Regions from separate parts of the Danio rerio genome. Here region 2 is linked to region 1. Evidence: chromatin contacts called from public Hi-C data. All regions are on one chromosome and are shown on one strand. The core of a region is the stretch at or near the end of the contact, and the rest is flanking DNA. Distances in the headings are between cores, read along the strand shown. Region 1 overlaps LOC141376813. Region 2 overlaps etv4 (ETS variant transcription factor 4).

The links. Hi-C and Micro-C count contacts between places; a contact is called where the count stands out from the background.
Region 2: a Hi-C map of skeletal muscle shows a contact between it and region 1, with 2.1 times the contacts expected there. The contact joins two enhancer-like sites. A contact is called at or near these places in 11 of 18 Hi-C or Micro-C datasets (caudal fin, embryo, fibroblasts and 3 more) and 1 of 4 datasets of contacts at active chromatin or transcription factors (caudal fin).

Annotation. Positions count from the first base shown.
Region 1 is chr12:29,357,678-29,364,793 of GRCz12tu, reverse strand. All of the region lies in intron 1 of LOC141376813, which reads left to right. Among named protein-coding and RNA genes, the nearest start is that of etv4, 23 kb to the left of the region's middle. Within about 2 kb of position 3,608, at least 10 of the 62 cell types and tissues checked have an H3K27ac peak or open chromatin away from gene starts, as enhancers often do. A contact at or near this core is called in skeletal muscle, where this site is marked.
Region 2 is chr12:29,410,201-29,417,316 of GRCz12tu, reverse strand. etv4 (ETS variant transcription factor 4) reads right to left here. Exons shown (of 12, transcript NM_131425.2): 8 at 5,612-5,680; 9 at 4,976-5,023; 10 at 3,390-3,562; 11 at 2,376-2,477; 12 at 347-807. The coding sequence ends at 580. All of the region lies in intron 1 of LOC141376814 (a long non-coding RNA gene), which reads left to right. Among named protein-coding and RNA genes, the nearest start is that of dhx8, 25 kb to the left of the region's middle. Within about 2 kb of position 2,751, at least 8 of the 62 cell types and tissues checked have an H3K27ac peak or open chromatin away from gene starts, as enhancers often do. A contact at or near this core is called in skeletal muscle, where this site is marked.

The DNA.
Region 1 (7,116 bases), core at 2,359-4,858:
GACACCTACACTCAAGAGTGAGTGAGAGAAGCTCATCTACTTCAATTTAGATCATTAGATGAGGGCATACCATCGTTTTCTCACCTTCCCGAAACCTCACTCTACAGATACTCAAAAAGAAATCAGCACACAAAAACATGCACTGCAATTTAGAAGAAACTCACCAAGTCTGCAATTATTGAATCAGAAATACCATAAACAACAATATTGTTGTTGTTGTTATATCTTTCCATTCATTATAACATTTCTGTGTGATAATTTGCAGAAGAATTATTAATAATTATCAATGCTGAAAAATGCTAGTTAATTTTTTAATATTTGTGCTAAAACACAATATATTACTATTTTAAAACATGATTAAAATTTTTTGTTTCTTTTAAAATGTTTGGTTATGATAGTAGAGACATGTATGACGTTACAAAACATTTTATTCAAAATAAATGCTGTTATTTTGAACTTTCTAGAATACTGAATTTTACTGAAAATACTTTTTCAGTTTCCTTTAAATATAATGCAATAAAAAACATTCAGCACCTATAATGATAAAAACCGTTATTAATGACTGAGCACCAATAATAATTGATCATAATATATAATAAATATCATAATTACCCTGCAGGCACCGGACGTTAACATGATGTCAGATTGATGTTGTACCTCAAAGTCGAGGGACGTTGCATTTTGTTTGAAAATGAAAATCGGCTTGACGCCATAACCCAACGTCAGACAGACGGCGCAATTTGGTTACTTTCCAAAAACACCTATAAACAACCAAATATCAACGTCTAATGATGTTTCAGCTTGATGTTGTGTGGACGTTACCAATATGACGTCTATTAGACATTGGATTTTGGTTGCCATACCTGATGAATAAATGTCAGTATATAACGTCAATATGATGTTGGCTCAATGTTGGATTTTGTTCACATTCCAACACAACCTGTACAACAAATCATCAAAACATCGACGTTGTTATTGGACGCCAAAATAAAATTGTCCTTTGATGCTGACAACCTAAATCTAACCTAATATTACCATCTTATGATGTTGTGTGTCTGCTGGGAAATATCATATTTATTAATTAGAATATAATAAGTGTGACATTGAAGACTGGAGCATAATGGTGCTGAAAATTTAGCTTTTACTCAAAGGAATAAATGACATTTTAATATAGACTCACATAGAAAGCCGTTATTTCAAAATGCGATAATAGTTTTATTGTTGTGGTTTTTGTAATTAAATACAGCCTTGCTGAGCAAAAGAGATGTCTTTTAAAAAGATTAAAAACTTGACCAATCCCAAACTTCAGAATAGTATTGTGCACCCATATTCAATCCCACTTCCCCATGCTTCATTTGATTTCAGCTCGCATATGAAACAAGGTTGTAAACAACAACAACATCAAACCACTCTTCAGCAGCCTGCATCCATTCAATCCTCCACCTTCTCCATCAGTCCATGACATCAGCCCTTGTCTTAGTTACACATCCTCCCCAGTGTCCCGATGGCTGAGATAACACAGGAAAGTCACTGATTAGCTGGGAATCTCGTTACTAGTTCTTTCTGTGTACATTTTCAAAGAATGCTATCGGATGCTAAACCTTCCTGTGACCCCTGTAGAGCTCGAACCGAATTGGTCTTGGGTTAAATGAGGAACAAAGTGTATGCCATGTGACTTTGATCTCTGTGATATTTAGAGGGTGATGATTCATTTGAGTTATAGTGGTGCATATATGATGTATGAGGAGTTTAGCCATAAACAATCACACAACACCTGCTACATTCACTTGTTTTGTTGTGTCGGAGTGGCAAATGTTATTTTGGGTGTGACATCAAAGGATGAATTTGCTTTGTTCATGGATATAAATACATGGATAAAAAAAAAGAGCAATCTTTAAAAATATGGTTTGGAACACTGCCGCTTGGTACTTTTTGTATTCATGCTGGTTATATATTACAAATAAGATGAAGCAATAATTCAGTTAAGTAGATTTTTTTATTTTATTGTAGATTTTTAAGGATTGATTTTTAAAATTGTTATAAATATTTAGCATTTTACTTTTTTTTTTTTTGCATTTTTATAAGCATCGCCTTGATGAATACAATAATTTAATATATTTAATATAATAATAAAACATGAAAAAAAAACTGACTCCTAACTTTTGAGCGGTAGTGTGTACATATTAATAAAAATTTAATAAATTAAAATAATTTGTATAAAATTAAGTTGCCAAAATATCTTTCATTAAGCTTGATTTTAAAATAACTAAAATTAAAAATAAAATATTTAAATTCAATAAAAATATTTAGTTTTTATTATTTAAATTTAAATATTAATAATTATTTTTGTAAATAAGTGCAAACAACACAAAATTACAAGTAAATAAAAAAATAAAAGTGAAATATTCAACTTTTAATTATTAAAATCTAAAATAACATTGTACCACATTACTTTTTAATAATGAAATATTGGTTAAAATCATAATCCCCCTCTGCAATTTTGTTATATTTTCTTTGTAATATTATTGATTATCCACTGTGTAAAGCTGGAATAGTTGGTTGTTTATTCATCTGTGGCGACCTCTTAAATAGGCACTTAGCCGATGAAAAATGAATAAATGAATGAATATGCAATAGTTAATAACTGTTTTATTTACAATACAATACCTTTATTCTTTTAATATGACTTCAGTTAACATTATGTTTGCCATTTTAGGACTTTAAAACCCCAAATAAGTGTTAAAATTAATTTTAATTAATTTAAAAGCTGTACAGCAAATTTAGACAAAGGTCATTAACCCATCTGCCAGCGATGTTTTTAGCATGAATAGGTGTGTTTGTCCGACACTGCATTTATATTTAGCTATTCGATTACATTTGCTATTACATAATCACCAGAGACTGAAAACAAGTCACGTCGCCGCTTGTCATTTAAGCCCTTCAGAGAACCAGTTGGTTTAGAACATCACAGTCCATGGGAGAATATCTTTGGTAGGATTCATTTCACATTCAGGTATTGCTACTGTAACTGCAGGCTCATGGGACATGGGACACTCAGATATCACATTCTATTTAATCTTCCAAAATAGGCACAATAAACCTTCCAGTCTCCTGAGATTTTAAAATATATATTTATTGCAGTGTCGCTCCCATTCATGTTGATCAGTACCAAGGTTAATCTCAGCTTTACTTTTGCATGCCCTGAACAGAATAGTAGGGCACATTGTCTTTCATTCAGGATATCGTGTCTCATTCAGCTCTGGGCAATCTGGGAGTTGTGAGCCTCTCCTGTTACCCATAACTGAGCATCCTGCCACTGCCATGGTGAAAGTCAATACAAGCCTCGGTAATGCTCGAAGGTGGCAAAATAGGCCTGTGTCATTGAGCAAACATTAAACAGTTATGTACTCAAGCCATCATCATTCTAGCTTTCTTACTCTTACATTCATAATATCAGTGGGTGTCAGTTGGAACAGATGGGCTCATTCAGAAAAAGTGCTTGATAAGGTTTATGGCTCTATCTCTCAGCAACAGACTCCAATGAAATAAATCCAGAGGCCTGTTTTTTTAAGGTAAACAAGCTGAGCTCTGTGTGGGTTTTTGAGAAAAGCACCTGAGTTCCCCTATATACAGCTTAACTATGCATTTTTAAAATCAAAGCAATAAAGACTTCACATCATAAAGACATCCGTTTCTGTCCGTTCTACTTTAAATGTCTATATTAATGGATCCTCTAATTCATTTAGCTCCAAAACCAATGCATTGTTTTTTCTTCGAAAGCAATACTATACCTTTTGGAGTGAGTCAGTTAGCAGTGAGATCATTGTAATCTCACACCACTGTGAGCGCATTGACTTTTGTTTTTTGTTTTCCAGCCAGCATAGTTGCGGTAAGAGCGCCGCCCTGTGTTCATCTTGAGAACCGTCTGAATCTAATACGGATGACAGTTTTGCAACCGTTGAGGAGACCGGGATATTAATAATTTCTTATATTCTGATATTAAACTACTCACACGTGTCTTCTGTTAAATGAAATCAATATTATCTTTGCAGCACAAGAAAAAACTGCACAGTTTAGTTGTAAACAGGAGGAGGGAAATGTTACAATTCACCCCATAGTCTGAGTTAGTTGTAACCAGGGGCGGATTTAACCAATAAGCGAAGTAAGCAGCTGCTTAGGGCCCCAGGAAATCTGAGGGCCCCAAATAAATATCTAGAAGTATAAATCATACCTGTAAACAATATATAACATTGTTTTCTATCACAATTTTTATGGTGAGAGTCAAGCAAATACAATTTATTATTATAATTTAATGTTTTGTAATAATAATATCACAAAATAAAATATTATAATTATAACATCTGCACAAATTTGTCCACCACCCCAATCATACAGCAGTCAAATATTATATGTATTATATATATATTATTTTTAGTTGTGAATAAAATTTAAGAAAATTAATCATTTAAAAGGTAGAGATTGCGTAAAGACAGAACATAGAAAAGATGTTTTATGTGATATAAAAAATAAAAATAAAAAAAAAACTCTAATAAAAAAAACTGTTTGACTGTTGGGCCCCAAAGTGTTCTAAAGCACCATTAAAATTTATTACAATTAAAAACCATTACAATTAAAATTATTATTTTTATTATTATTATTATTATTATTATTATTTGTAACCTTTAAGATGTCTGTGATGGTCTAGATTATTTTGTTTTGTTTCGACAGAGAAATAAAATAACATGAAGACATGTCTGTGAGATTATGCTTTGTTTTGTCAGGAAAATATTATTTATAATTAATCACATTAATCACATTGAGTTGCGTTAATTCATTTTGCAGCTCTATTGGATCCTATATTTTCTTCACTGAACTGTAAATGGTTCATTTATTATTATGATTTTGTTTTTAATTAGAAAGGGTGCATTTTAAGACTGTTGGGCCCCATGGCTGGAATTGCTTAGGACCCCCAAATCACTAAATCCACCCCTGGTTGTAACGCATTTTGGGGTGGGATGTAAAATTATGATTTACACCGGGGTGAAATATAATTTAAAATACGAATTATGATTTAAAGAATTTGAGAGCTTTTTATTGAACAATGAGTTTTTAGTATAACTGATGTGTGTTGCAAAGCTGAAGACAATGTGCATCAGCTTTAACAAGTGAAGACCATTTGTGTGTGCAGGCTTCATGAGCCTCCAGAGGACAGGTCAAACACTGAATCCAAAATGATTTGCCTTTGAGGTGTTTTTCTTCCAAGACCTTTAGGAATAATGACATAAATTCATAGAAATACAGTTTTAAATCTGCTTTGAGTTGGTGGTAACATTTCACTGATGTTACTAACTAAGAATGACCCAGAGTCTTGTAGGCCATGTATTTAAGATCCAAGACCTGTAAAAAAAACAACACATACACTTAACACACAAATACACTTCATTGAACATGTACACATTGACCACCTTTATGCTATATAACTTCAGGTTAACTATGTTTAGATCTAATACTCTTTTAACTGTTAAAAGCTATTACTTACTAGTTAATTAGTTTAAGTTATAAGCAGCTATTAAGGTTATGGTAACTAATAATCTTAACTTTTTGGAATTTAATTGTAATGCAATATTGTGCATCTTTTGTAAAGCTGCTTTTGAGCAATAACTATTGTGAAATCTGCTCTCTTTGCAGGCAACAGCTAAAACATTATCACCAACAACATGGATTAAAACTATTTAGACAGACACACAAATGACATCATTTAACTTAAATGGGTTTAAATACAAATCAGGCATTATTATTCTGAAAAAAAAAAAAAACCTATAATGTTTCACATGGAATGAGGTCTAATATGAGCATGTGTGAAGAGAATCTGCTGATTTGTCACTAGTCCCTGATTGTAGGAATTGAAAGTATTAAAACTCCCCCTGCTCCTGACACTTTTCCCACTCCATTTCTGCAGCTTTCAACTGAGCATAACAGGCGATTTCACATGAGTGCACCAAAATATAAATATTAAAATATGATAATAGTGTTTATATTATTAAAAATGTTTGTAAAAAAGTAAATAAGGGCCAGTCAAATCATCAAAGTCAAAATGATTGAGATGGCCAATCAAATCAAAGAAATCCATGCTTTACAGTTCACTAATTTCAAATATGTTTTGTATTGATTTAAATAACTTTTCCAACATTTAAAAAAATGTCTTGTTTTAACAGAACGCGGAAATGTATAAAAAGTTTAAAACAAGTTAAGGGTGGTTCAATCACATTTTTTTATTTTTATTTTTGTGTCAACTGTCCCTATAATGTTTGCTGTTTGATGTAAAATGACCAATAGTATAAACACTGATGCAAACTGATTCTCAAATTTTCTGGTTTTGATTCATGACTCATGTAATTCGTAACTGAATGTAATGCCCCCAAAATAAAGTTTTCATCTGTCAAATTAACTAATGTTGCTTAATACCAATAAAGGTTTCACCCAAACACAAATTGTGACCCATAATGACCAAAAAAAAAAAAAAAAAAGTTCAACTGACCAAAAACAACATGTAGCTAGCCTATTATTAACCAAAAAATATAAATGTTAATATAAAAGTTGGAAAAAGCAAAAATCTAAGTTAAAAATCTAAGTCGGACCTAACCTAATGTTGTTAATTGGACTAAGATAAGAAGACATATTTAAATATGCATGAAACTTGAAACAAAAAAGTGTAATAATAATAATAATTAAATAAAATAAATAAATAAAATATCTAAGGAAAAATTAGTTACACAGTAAAAAAGTTGAAGCTGCTTGAATTGTTATACAATCGGTGATTGTATTAAAAAAAAAAAAAAAACCTTTAAGTGTCATCTGAAATAATCCTCTAAAATGAGATTTTTTTTCTCAGCATCCCATGTTTGTTCAGTTATTTCACTTTACATGCAATGCAAAGAACTTAGTTGTTGCCATAAAAGTGTAATTACTGAACCTACACTCAGCAGCCTGAGAAAAAAAAAAGCTATCTTTGAAGCCTTTTGTTCCGAACTCTTCATATACTGAACACATTCACTGCAGGACCTTTGGTATATGCATATGTTGTCCAATAGGTGGCAGGACAACCATGTTCTACCG
Region 2 (7,116 bases), core at 1,502-4,001, 53 kb before region 1:
AGGAAAATTGGACCAAAATAGTTAAAGTTGTTTAACTATTAATTCGGGTGTTGAGTTATTTCATTGCCCGCTGTTGCGAAAGACACGATCCAACTTAATGCGCATGCGCAAATTTAGGATTATTATTTTAGAAAAAATTATTACTGCTTATTTGTTAATATGTCTGCTCTTATCATATTATTCTAACGATATCACATCATGTTTGTTAAATACATTACATACACATTCTGTATGAAGAAAAGTAATACTGTCAGATTTATACTTTTTTTATTTACTTCCACTCTTGTATATTACATTATTGACTCACAAGTAAATGCACCAAACACATAAGAAACAGAGACTGTTGTCGTTTTATAGTAGTAATATTGGGTTTTATTAAGCAATCTCTTGAACCACAGTATTGTGTTTAGATTAGATAGGCCTCAGAAGTGAGAGGAATGCAGAGTCCCTAATGAGATTAATTTAATCAAAACAAAAACATAAAACATAGCCTTATATACAAGAGGATGGGGTGGGCATGTGCAATAGGTGCAGCGGGTGGTAAACTGGGATGGGAAACAAAGGAGAATGTCGGTGGCATTAGTACATGTAGCCTTTGGAGTAGGGCTGAGGGCCCATGTTGGTGGCAGCTGGTTCGGGAGGGTAAGAAACTCCCTCATCGAGGTGGGACAGTGGCACAGTGTCCTCCTCGTTGACGTAGCGCTCAAATTCCGCCTTCAGACTTGGCCGCTGATTGTCGGGAAAAGCCAAGGTTATCAAAGCTTCTGGCTCACACACAAATTTGTAAACATAACGCTCACCAGCCACCTGCAAAAATAATAATGGCAAGAATTAAATAATAATAAATAATATAGTAGTAAACATCATGCTCAGTTTGGGATGCCAAACCCATTCTAACATTTCAGAGATTAACAGTTTCATTGATTCTAGGGCAAATTTCAGAATAAAATACAGATCACATCTGTAAAAAATCAACATTTTACCCTATTAACAAACCCAACCCAAACTAATGCCTAACTACGACTTTAAGCTCCCAGCTTGGCTATCATTAAAATAAATGTACAGCCTCCATCTTTTATATAGTGAAGAGAAAATTAAAATGCAATAAAAAATGAATAGAATAGGTAAGTTCAGTCAATAACATATCACATCCAACATAGCAAAATATCTCTGGCCCAGCTCTGGCTCACACAATCAGCTTTTGCTTGGTTCACATGCCACGGTAAATTACAGTGTATGACTAGACTAAGTCTGGCTTCCAGACAAGGGCCAAACATGGACCATATCTGAGCCAAGTCTCAGCCAAGTTAATAACCCATAACTGGGCCTGAACTGAGCCAGATATGTTGGTGTGTCATGACTGCATAACCCATGAAGCATTGTCCTTTAGGTGCACTATGGGCATGCTTTTTCTCAAAGCCACTTAATTGGTAGAATTTTTTTTCCTTTATTCAAAAATAATTGAAAAAATATTTTAAATCTGGGTCAAGAGTCAAGACAGGCCAAACTTTCTTGGTCCACATATCCATTATTAGCATTTGGGCCTAATACTATATTTGATATCTGGCCCAAGTATTTTGTGCTGCCTTAAAGACGTGCCACCTCTGCCAAAAGACTGCCCGATGAATGCTTGCTGTGCCACCTTTATGCCAAATCTGGGCCAGAATTCTTTGCCACCTGGATAAACACTGTCACAATCAGTATATTTCTCACTCATTTATTACTGTTCCATTTCCAAACAGGTTAAATACTTTTGCCATTTTTTTATATTATAGGTTTAGCTTGTCCATTTGCTTAGAAGACATTTTTTCAAATGCAGCCCCTCCAGCAAGTACTATTGCCCATTCTTGAAGGGAAGGTGTATCTTTTGATTTTCAGCTCCTAAGAATTGTTTGTCTGCCAATTAGTAAACTGGTTTGGTTCCTGGATTTTATGTTTTTTCATTTATTTCATTGTCTGTCCAACCACCTAGTATAGACAGTGTAGGACATGTCGAAATATGAACATTTAAAACCAAGCAAATGTGTTCATGAACTCCATTTTAACATTTCAAACAATTTCTTAATCCTCCTGACACAAAACAGTAATGCACATGACACATGTTATTGTGTTATTACTGCAATTACAACTCTTTGATTAAAATAATGTGAAATTATTTTGATCTGGATTATATTTAATTTAGATAATATTATTATATTTGAATTATAATTATATTTGAATAGTTTTTTTTAAATAATTTCTTTCTTTTTTTACATAAATGATTCTAGTCTTTATATTTGAAGTATATGGGACCCCAAATATAGAGTAATGTAAATCTCAATCAGAGAGTTTAAAAAACAAGTGTTGAAGACCAAGAAATTAGAATAAAGCAATACCTTTTGCATAATTCCCTTCTCATAATAGTAACGCAAAGAGCGACTCAGTTTGTCATAGTTCATGGCTGGGCGGTTCTTCTGCATCCCCCAGAGTCTTGCCACCTAAAGTATGAAAAAAAGACAGTTCAAATCATAAGAGCAAGCAAGGACCGTATTGCAATGACATAATCTAAACACAAGAGGTCCCTGCTGACTGTACGACATCTAAACTATGAGAAGGAAGGGCGAGTCCCCACAAAAAATGTTTGTTCCCTTTTATATAACCAAATCACCATTAAACGCTGACCAAAAATCCCACACTATGAACAGGGCAAAATGCTAGTTGTCATACCTAGAGGAAATACTTCATTTTGAAGTTTCAACAAAAACTTCAAGGTTCAACTTGAGGGCCCTTGAAAAAACAAAACAAAACAAAACTGTTGCTCCATCTCGAGTCAGTATAGTTGTGGGTCTCCTGACATTTGAGGAACAGACTGTTTGTTTTGACTTCGACAGAGATCTAATCGCAATAGTAAAACTTTGGTTGTAATGAATGATTCATGCGTACAGTTGTGCAGAACTGATGGATGCATCTCTGCATGATCGTTTGCTGAGTCATGCCATTTAGCCGTCTACTGACCACAGACAATAGGAGGTTAACGCTCTTGTCTCGACCACTGCGGTGTGCTTAGACTCCGGCAAAATGGAAGGTTGTAATATTTGGTAATGGAGCCATTCTCCATTTTATTTCACTATGCTGTTAAGTGGGGTAAATAATGCATGGCAGCTAATGGAAAACTGGCATTGTGTTGATGTGTTCTTGGACCCTAGGGACTGATGAGCTGATCACGAGCAAATCTCTGAAACCCATTGTTTATTCTCTCTGTAGTTTGTGAAAGCTGAATAAATGCCACATCGAGCTGATCTGATTTTCATAACATCCTCTTAGTCTTTCGACTGATCCATTGGCATTGCTGTTTTTTGGTTAAAAACCATATTCTGCTTCCTGGGAACTTTTTAAAGTCTAATGTTTACCTCCTCTGGCTCAATGAGTTTGAATTCCATGCCACGGCCCGTCCATGCGATGAAGTGGGCATTGCTGGGGTCATCAAGAAGGGCAACCAAGAACTGCCATAGTTGAAGTGAGCCACGACGCTGATAGGGGGCACCTTCACGAAACACACTGCCCCCTTCTTGTTTCACCTCACCTAAGCACAGCAAAAGAGATCATACATTAGTTCACCTTTATTACACGTCTCTCTGAAATGCTAGATGCTGATTGGTCAAATATAATGACATTCCAAGGTATGCCATTCTCAGATAACTAATAACTAGTTGAAGGCTCAACGATAAAGACTGTCCGATGGCCCTGGGCCAGCATGAGAGACGCTCTGAACAGTAGACAGAATCGTTACTGGGCTGATCGGGCCAGTGCTGCCTTGTCACTAAAGTTTAATTCGCCTGTGACTACTTGTCGATTGCGTACAAATAAAAAAAATTAAGGAACAGTTTGTGCTTTTAAACCTTTAAATGCTACCTTCTCTGTGAAACACCGTATTGCTTTTCATTTCCTCTTATCTGATTGGAAGTTGTGAGCATGTTATTTTTTCGTAAGCTGGTAACAACCAGTACAGCAAAATGATGGCAACATGGCTGCAACATCAAATGATAAGTGTAACGTCTGTTTCTAATGTCTTGGGTACAACACAACGAAAAAAAGGAAGTGATGTTTTGAACAGTTTGCCATCAGTTTGGTTGTTCAGCCACCTTTTGTTTTGCAATAAAATACCTACACATTTTTCATACTGCTATTTTTGTTTGCATAACACTGTGAATTTTGCTCATTACACATTTATTAACATTAACATAAAACAGAGTGCTCATTCAGTGGAAATAAAGAAGAAATTAATATTAACAATTTGCTTACATTTTTAGTCATAGAAAAATTATTTGTTAAATCAGTTACTAGTACATAGTTTATCCATAATTATTATCATAATCATGCACAGTTGAGCTGGCGATAGGGCCACAATGTGAACCAAATATGTGATTTCACTAAAGCTTATAGATGTTTAGGAGTTGATCTGAAGTCACAAATATTCATAATGGAGTTTAAACTTTAAAGACCACAATGAAAATCCTAAAATAAAACAAAAATGTTGAAAAAATAATCTCTCTAAACTAAGAAACATTTCAAAATCTACAATCTTTTCAGGTCACTAATCAAATAAGCAAATTCGTGATGTTGATCATGTGAAGTTAGTCAGATGTTCTCACTTTTGCTGAAGCACAAGATTCTCTTTGGATTGCTCTCAAATCATGCAGAAAAACATGATTGTCAGATTTTTCACCAAATTGTGGAGTTAACACAGCTCAGGTGCTCGAGAACAAAGCAAATGCTTAATAACAACCCAATTCAGGTTTACATACTTTTCATTCTAATGCAATTCAATTTGCAATGGAGAGAGAATGTATTCATCAAAATAATAATAATAAAGCACATTTTTAGCATTGGTCAGTTTTAGTTTAATTTACGACATGTAATTTCAGATTAGCACTTAAAATATATATTTTTAGCTCTCATTAATACTAATAAAAAAATCTGGACAAGTGAGACTTACCTTCAAATTTCTCTGGCACAACACGGGAATCATTTTCAAACATGTAGCCTAAAGACAAGACAAGACAAGTGAGTTATTAAAACACTCCTTTAATGTGGATACAAAAACAACCCATGAGTTATATTGTGCTGATGTATTAACAGCAGTAATTAATAACAGCAAGCATTTTCCTGTTTGACTTTTCAAATTGAGATTTATGAATACAGAAACTGTTTTTCCCTTAATATTTATAAATTCTTATTATGGGAAATGTAGACTCTTGATGATAATTATTATTCAGTTATGTACCCTTATGAAGCAAGGAACTCAATTTTCTGTATCTAATGGCTCATTACAGAGATCGGCTAACAACTGAAAATACCCAAAATGGTGCGGCAAATGCAGCGAGCGGAGAGAAGGATTATTTTTCTTCACTCCAGGAAAAATACTCGTCTTTTCCAGTAGTAATATTTACCCTGGAATTCTTTAGGCAAGGGAGAAACAAATGTCCATGCCAACAGAAACATAGACCCTCTGGCCTGGTTAGCCAGTGACCGCACAGTCCTGGCCAATCCTGATGTGCTTTGAGTGTGTGAAATGTACAATCTAGACCTGCACTGGAGCTGCATGTTGTAGATGGACAAATGGTGCTCTTACCTTCACTGTTGTGCTGTGGGTTGGAGTAGCCTTCATTGTGATGGTACATGGATGGGCAGCCAGGCACATCTGCTGGACAAACATAAAAACATGACCGTCTGTGATGAACACATGCTAGTAATCTGGCAATCTATATTTATGTTTCTTATCGGGGAAAACTCTTCTTTTACAAAAGCTATAGTGAGCTTTCTACATCAGCAGCATTTTAAGGCCTGGTTAAATATCTAAATGTAGTTTTATAATTATGATGCCTCCTAGGAAGCCAGCATTTAATATATTCTTCATAGAGAGTATAATTTCAGATTGCATTATAGAAAGTGAAAAATAAATCTAATGTGGCAAATGAGAGCAGATGCTTTTTCTTTAGAAAAAATTATATTTCGCTCAATCCAGGAAAAAGAACTGCCATTTCAGAAATTTGACGCAAACTTAAAGCACTTAAATGTTAAAAAAGAAAAAAAAATTGCTTGGTCTAATTTATTATTTTACGCAACTATACAAAGAATGAAAGATTTTAGACTGTTGTTAACTACGATTGTACTTTTTAAAAAAATAAACAGACTGGATTTACTAAAACTTTAGGTTGAGCTGCACAATATTGGAAAAATCTGACATTGCAATTATTTTTTTTTTGCGATATATATTGCGAAATGAATTCAATTGAATTGACTTAATATCTATATTTGAACCAATTATAATATTAGATTTATTGGGATGATTTTGCAGTGGGAGTGCATCTCCTTAAAATCATAAAATCCAATCAAGAAAACCATGCAATTGAAAAATTATTTTAGCATGTTCCAAGTCTAACGGTATTCACGTACAGTAATTAAATTATAAAAAAATTATTCAATAAAATTAATCATTGTCACAAATGGTACAATTTCTCATGCCTGAAGGCATTTAAATAATATACAATCGCAGGCATCAATGATAAATTATAATACAAACTCAACATTGCCTGCAATGTGACTATTGTGAATGGTTATATTGCTATATTGCAGTCCTAATTTCTTTACTTTTAAACTTTGAAGGCTAATTTGAACTATTAAAATCAATGTCAAATTGCTTTAGCTGTGTGAGTTTCTGCGTATGTAGAACATTCCAAATTAGTCCATCATGAAGTTACGTTGTGGTTAGCATATATTACCGTAGAAGGCAGCTGCCAGTGTAACTAGTTGGCAGCGAGGCAGCTGACTAGGTTTGAGAACAGAGCTAATCATTGCTGGTCCTCTTTAGGCACTATTTCTGTAGGGTGTGAAGCTGGTGCATCTGCAGGTTTGATAACCTTTGCCACTGAGTGCTGCATGGACAAACCGTCCATTTGTCATAAAAGTCATTTGTCATAATATCACCTGTCTGCAGCTTTATTTTTAGGCAGGAAAAAGCAGTGGATCATAAACCGTCACATTGCATTGCAGGAAACCAGAATCAGCTTGATTACTATTGTACCACTTCTCTCTCTTTCTCTTTCTCTCACACTCTTTGTATGTTCTTTATGAATA